2 separate regions of the Bos taurus genome follow, and region 2 is linked to region 1. A link is a contact called in public Hi-C data. All regions are on one chromosome and are shown on one strand. Each heading gives the region's core, a stretch centred on a gene start, on an enhancer-like site or on the middle of the called end of the contact. The rest is flanking DNA. Distances are from core to core; before and after follow the strand shown.

Region 1 (2,814 bases), core at 124-2,623:
CCTGTACTGTGACATGACCCACCCTTCCTCCCACCCTTCCTCCCTTCCAGCCCCACTCCCCAGATCCAGCCACCCTAGTCCCTTTGTGAGTTCCATGAGCACACCACACTCTCTCACCCCAGGACACTTGCAGATGCTGTTCCTGCTTCCTGGAATGCACTTCACTCCCTTCTCAACCCTCAACTTCTACTCCAGGTTCAGCATCAGAGTAGCTCTCCTTGAGCCACCCTTCAACCCCTGCTATGCTTGCCCAGCACCAAAGCTTCTCTTTTGCAGCACTTGTCACAGGTTGTAAATACATTTACCCATGGAATTATTTGTCCAGGACATGTCCCCCATCCTCCTGAGGGCAGGGATTTACCTGCTGTTGTGCTCACAGCCCAGTGCCATTGGACACTTACTAAGCAGTATTTTGAATTAAGGGGCTTCCCAGGTGGCACTAACGGTAAAGAACCCATCTGCCAATGCAGGGGACAAAAGGGATTTGAACCCTGGGTTGGGAAGATCCCCTAGAGGAGGGCATGGCAATCCACTCCAGTTATTCTTGTGCAGAGAAACCCATGGACAGAGGAGCCTGGCGGGCTACAGTCCATAGGGTTGCAAAGAGTCAGACACCAGTGAAGAGATTTAGCATGCACATGTTGAAATAAACGAATGCACAAACTGTCACAAAAAGCCCAAGTTTATGTCCGAAGACAAACAGCTTCCCAGCCTCCTAGCCCACAACTTCCCAGCTGTCCAGGACCCCTCATTTCCTTACTGGAATCCAGGTGTGAGGATCTGATCTGGCTAGGGAGTGGGTGATAGGAGCTGTCTGCATGCTTTGCTTATATTCTACAAAATTCAGGACACTCGCCAAAGGGGTTATGAGCAAGGGAAGAAGGAAGGGGCTTGAGAGGGAGAGTCTGGGCTTACAAGTCAACAACAAACATCCTGGGCCCTGGGATGCAGCCCCGGGAGTTCATCCCTGTGAGCTGGGGGCTTCAGGAAGGTGATGTTCAGGGTTCTGATCTCAGGCTCCAGTTTTCAAGTCTTCAATTTAAAAGCCAGCCGCGATCTGAGGTAGACTGGGCTTGTAGCCTAGAGGCCTAAGGTATCTATCCTTGGTCCTCCGAGAGATGCTGGGGAGGGGCCTGAGCCCAAGGGAACGTGGCCAATCCTGGTCCCTCAAATAAGAGGGCGGAAACTGGCACTTAGGGGGACGGGTTCTCGACCTCGAGGGGCGGGATCAGACCCTCCAGATGCGGAGCCTTGCCTTGAGTGGTTGTGACCTGCACCATCAGGCTGCTTAACGGGGGAGTCCGGTCCTCCAGGAGCTGAGCCTTCCAGGGGGCGTGGTCTATGCCCTCAGGCTCTTGGGGGCGGGGCCTGGGCCCTCGGGGGCGGAACCTAGGCCTCTCGGGGCGGGGCTTGGGCCCCCGGGATCCGCAGGAGCGCCGACCTTCAGGGGCGCGCCACCTTCAGGCCCGCGGAGGCAGCGGCTCCACCTTGAGCCAGATGCCGTTCTCCGTGCGCAGAATGAGCTCGGGCTTCCGCCGCACCTTGCGTGTTCGGTCCACGCTCAGGCGGAAACGCAGTAGCGTCAGCGCCACAGCCACGCGCATCTCAGCCATGGCGAAGCTCTGTCCGATGCAGTTCCTGGTGGACGGAGGACAGGGGGGCTCAGGCTAAGCCGCTGTGTGAGCGGGGTCCCTGGGATGGAGTGAAATGACCTCCCCCTCGGAGCCTCAGGGTTTCCCGGGTAGCTCAGACGGTAAAGAATCTGCCTGCAATGAGGGAGACCTGGGTTCGATCCCTGGGTTAGGAAGTTCCCCTGGAGAAGGGCATAGCAACCCACTCCAGTACTCTTGCCTGGAGAATCCCATGAACAGAGGAGCCTGGCGCGCTACAGTGCATGGGGTCGCAGAGAGTTGGACATGACTGAACGGCTAACACACACTGGGAGCCTCAACTCCCGGACAAAGGCATCATAGAGCCATTAAGAGCACATGAGCCCAGAACTCAGAGCTTGGCATAGAGTAGATATCTGATACCCTGGATGATATCGTAGGGTCTGATTTGGGGGCTTCCTGATGTAGTGAGGGCACGAACAGGGTACCAGGTTGGTGGACAGGACACCCCCAGTGGTTTCTGCTCCTAACAGGCACATCCCTGACCTTCCACTGGCCTTGATGTTCCTCCTACACTTCACTTGGATTGGGGGAAATAAAAGTTACCTGGGTCCTGCAGAAAAGGGCACGTAAGCCAATGGGGAGCGCTGCTGTGGGTTGTCCGGATCAAAGCGATAGGGGTTGTACACCTAGGCAGAAGTAGATTGTGGGTGAGTTTAAGGGGGCCTGATTCTGGCCGTCCCAGCGTGGTTCCCTCCCTCAGCCTCTGGGGGCCAGACCAGCTGGGCCAAGAGGTCCAGCCACACCTGCCTCTTTTCCATTCTACCACAGGACCTTTGCACTGGCAGTTGCCTCCACATGGGACACAGTTTTCCCTGCTCCTCACACTTTTAAAGTGTGAACATTTTCAGTTTTAGCTCACCCCTCTCTTCTCTAGTAAGGACCTTCCTCACTGTGTGAGCTAAACTGCTCTCCCCCAACCCAGGCCAGCTTTTGTTTCCTTTGTGTACTTATCACAGTTCAAAATGATCTTATTTATTTGCTTATTTTCTTCCTCCTCACTTCACTGTCTGCTCTGTGAGAGCAAAGACAGAGTGCCCCAGAGGGCCCTCAGTGTCCCATACACAGTAGTTGCTCAAGAAAGATGTGTTGGGGTTTCCCTGGCAGTCTTGGACTCCAAAATTACTGCAGATGGTGACTGCAG
Region 2 (2,814 bases), core at 160-2,659, 94 kb after region 1:
GGTAAATGGGTGAGGATTAGGGTGGATAGGACAATAGGCAGATGAATAGGTTAGCATTTGCTGGATGTTTGCCCTGGTAGGTGAGTAGTTGAGTAGGTGGTTAGCTGGGATGGGTATGTCTGTCTGGAAAAGGCCTGGTTCATAGTAGGAAATAAATATTTGAATTAAATGAGCAAGCAGTTATATGTACTGCATGTACATTTGTTGAGGTCTCCTGAGACTCTCAGGCTGGGCAGTGGGGAAACAATAATGAACTCCACAAACATACTCTTGTACTCATGGAGCTTACACTCTAGTGGAGAAGACAAACATGCAATTGATGGATAGGTGTTTGGGTGACTATCTTCCCTGGTGGCTCAAATGGTAAACTGTCTGCTTACAATTCGGAAGACCCGGGTTCATTCCCTGGGTTGGGAAGAGCCTCTGGAGAAGGAAATGGCAACCCACTCCAATACTCTTGCCTGGAAAATCCCATGGACAGAGGAGCGTGGTAGGCTACAGTCCATGGTGTCACAAAGAGTCGGACACAACTAAGTGACTTCACTTTTGGGTGACTGAATGAAAGGATTATGTGCAGAGATGGGTGGATGTTTGCTTGGTTGTATGGATAAGTAGGTATTTAGATTGGTAGTGGATGGATGAGTAGGTAGATGGGAGGTGGATGGTCATTGATTGAGTGAGTGGATGGATGGGTGGATAGATGAATGGATGGATGGATAGGTGGTGGGAGAGGTGGACGGCTAGGTGGTTAATCGACTGGATTGGTAAATGAGTTGCTGGGTGTGTGGGTGAATGGGTGGAGAGATGAATGGGTAGTTTGGATATGTGGATGGGTGATGGGTGGGAGAAGTAGCATTGTGTACATTATGGGGTCGCCTTGGCAACTGTGATCTTGGGGGTTGGGTGGAAAGGGGGGCTTTGCACTGGGGACCTAGGCCAGCTCTAGGGGCATGAAAGTACTGAAGTCCAGGGTAGGTAATGGGGAAGGAGGAAACGAGCTTGTGGTTGGAAGGTAGCAAGGGTCTGAAGGCTACGGATTGGCCATGTGGAATCCTCAATGACCTGTGAATGACCCATGGGGGAACTTCTCTGCCCCCTCCCACTCTTCTGGTGCTATTAGCGGGCCTAGCATTGGAAGAACCAGTGGGGTGATGAAGAGCCATTAGGGACAGGAGGACAAGAGTGTTGTCATGGTAACAGAGCCTCTCCCTGGACTCTCAGGTCGCGCGGGCCCTTTAAGGGTCACCCTTCTGGCCACTCCCAAAATGGCGGCGCGCCTGCTGGCTGCCCCCCCACCGGGGTGGCGCGGGGGGGCGCCCCGGACCTCCCCATCATGGCGGCGCGGCGGGGCTGTCGCGCTGAGGTCACGGCGGCGCGCCGGGGGGGCGGGGCGGCGGGGGGAGCGATTTAAAGGGACAATGTCCCCCGAGCGGTGGAGGCGGCGGCGGCTGCGGAGGCCGTGGCACCGGCACCGGGAGCCGCAAGGGCGGTAGCGGCAGCGACGGCCGCACCAAAGAAGGGAGCGCCGAGCCCCGGCACCCAGCTGGCGGCGCCGCCTCCCCGGTGAGGCCCGGCCCGGCCTGGGGAGCCCGCGGGCGGGGCGGAGCCGGCACTGGGAGGGGGAGGCCCGGGCCGGGCCGGGCCAGGCGGGACCCCCCGGGGCGGGGGGCGGGGGCGGGGCCTGTAGGGGCGGGGCCTGGTCGGGGGCGGGGCCGCACAGGTTGGGGGGAGGAGCGGGGGTCTTGGGGCAGGTGTCCCCCCCCCACCCTCGGCGCGTCCCGCGGGGTCTCCCGCCCCGAGGTGCACGGGCGGAGGGCGCATCGCGTGGACCCTGGCGCCCCGAGGGGTGTGCTGGCGCGGCGCCGCCACCACCCCTACGACCTCCGGGGGCGTCCAGGAGGGAACCCCCTTCCCCACGCTGCCAAAGTGCTCCGAAGTTGCGGTCCCGCCGGTTCCCCGCGGGCAGTGCCCACCCGGTGGGCACCCGCAGGTGGTTCCTCGGGGCCTGGGCAGGGACCCCCACCACAACGGCCAGTCCACGGATAGGCCCCCTGGGAGCCCCCAGGCCCTCGAGGGCAGCGCCTGCAGCCAGGCCTGGAGCCCCGGCCCCGCCCCGGTTGCCTGGGATCGGCCTCCCTACCATCTCCCTGGGGAGGGCGCCTCATTCCTGCCCTTCACTTTCCGCCGTTACCTTGAAGGTATTTATAGGTGGAGAAGACAGCCCCCACCCCCCATGGCCTCCCCAGGGTCCTCATTTCTGGACCAGGAGCTCCATCCTTCCCTTTTGCCCGCAGACTGGAGAGATCTTGGGAGGGTGGGATGGAGGAACCCAGGCTGGGTATGCATGAGGGGTAACGTTGGGGTGAAGCAAGAGGGTGAAGGCTGGGGTCACTTGCGGCTGAGCGTGAGGGTGAAAGGGTTAATGCTGGAGAACCCTAAGGTTGTGTGTGGACGGAGGGTTGGAGTGTGGGAAAAGTGAGGGGTAACTGATCCGGGCAACAGGAGTGAGAAAAGTGCAGGGGTAATGATGGGGAGACTTGAGACAGTGTATGGGATCAGAGTGTAGCAGTGCTGAGGCACACGCATAGAATATGCATGTGCATGGAAGTGAGTTCACAACTGGGAAAAGTGCAACCATGAATGAATGAAGGGAGGCATCTAAGAGAAGTAATAAGTTTAATGCTGCAGGAAAGCAAGGTGTCTAAGCGTGAATGCTGTAAAGTGGGGGAAACTGAGGCAGTGCAAAGAGAGGAGTTGTGGACGAAAGCCGAGGTGTGCTGAGATTAGAGACCATTGAGATCAATGTGTAGGGAT

The links. A called contact is a pair of places that touch in the nucleus more often than the background predicts.
Region 2: a contact with region 1 is called in a Hi-C map of blastocyst, with 5 times the contacts expected there. The contact joins the promoter of WIZ here to the enhancer-like site in region 1. A contact is called at or near these places in 4 of 11 Hi-C or Micro-C datasets (blastocyst, liver, skeletal muscle and 1 more).

Annotation. Positions count from the first base shown.
Region 1 is chr7:7,610,003-7,612,816 of ARS-UCD2.0, forward strand. CYP4F22 (cytochrome P450 family 4 subfamily F member 22) reads right to left here. Exons shown (of 13, transcript XM_002688557.5): 12 at 2,217-2,299; 13 at 665-1,638. The coding sequence ends at 1,461. Among named protein-coding and RNA genes, the nearest start is that of CYP4F22, 35 kb to the right of the region's middle. Within about 2 kb of position 1,374, at least 6 of the 102 cell types and tissues checked have an H3K27ac peak or open chromatin away from gene starts, as enhancers often do. A contact at or near this core is called in blastocyst and liver, where this site is marked.
Region 2 is chr7:7,703,803-7,706,616 of ARS-UCD2.0, forward strand. WIZ (WIZ zinc finger) reads left to right here and starts at 1,410. Exons shown (of 11, transcript XM_024994830.2): 1 at 1,410-1,563.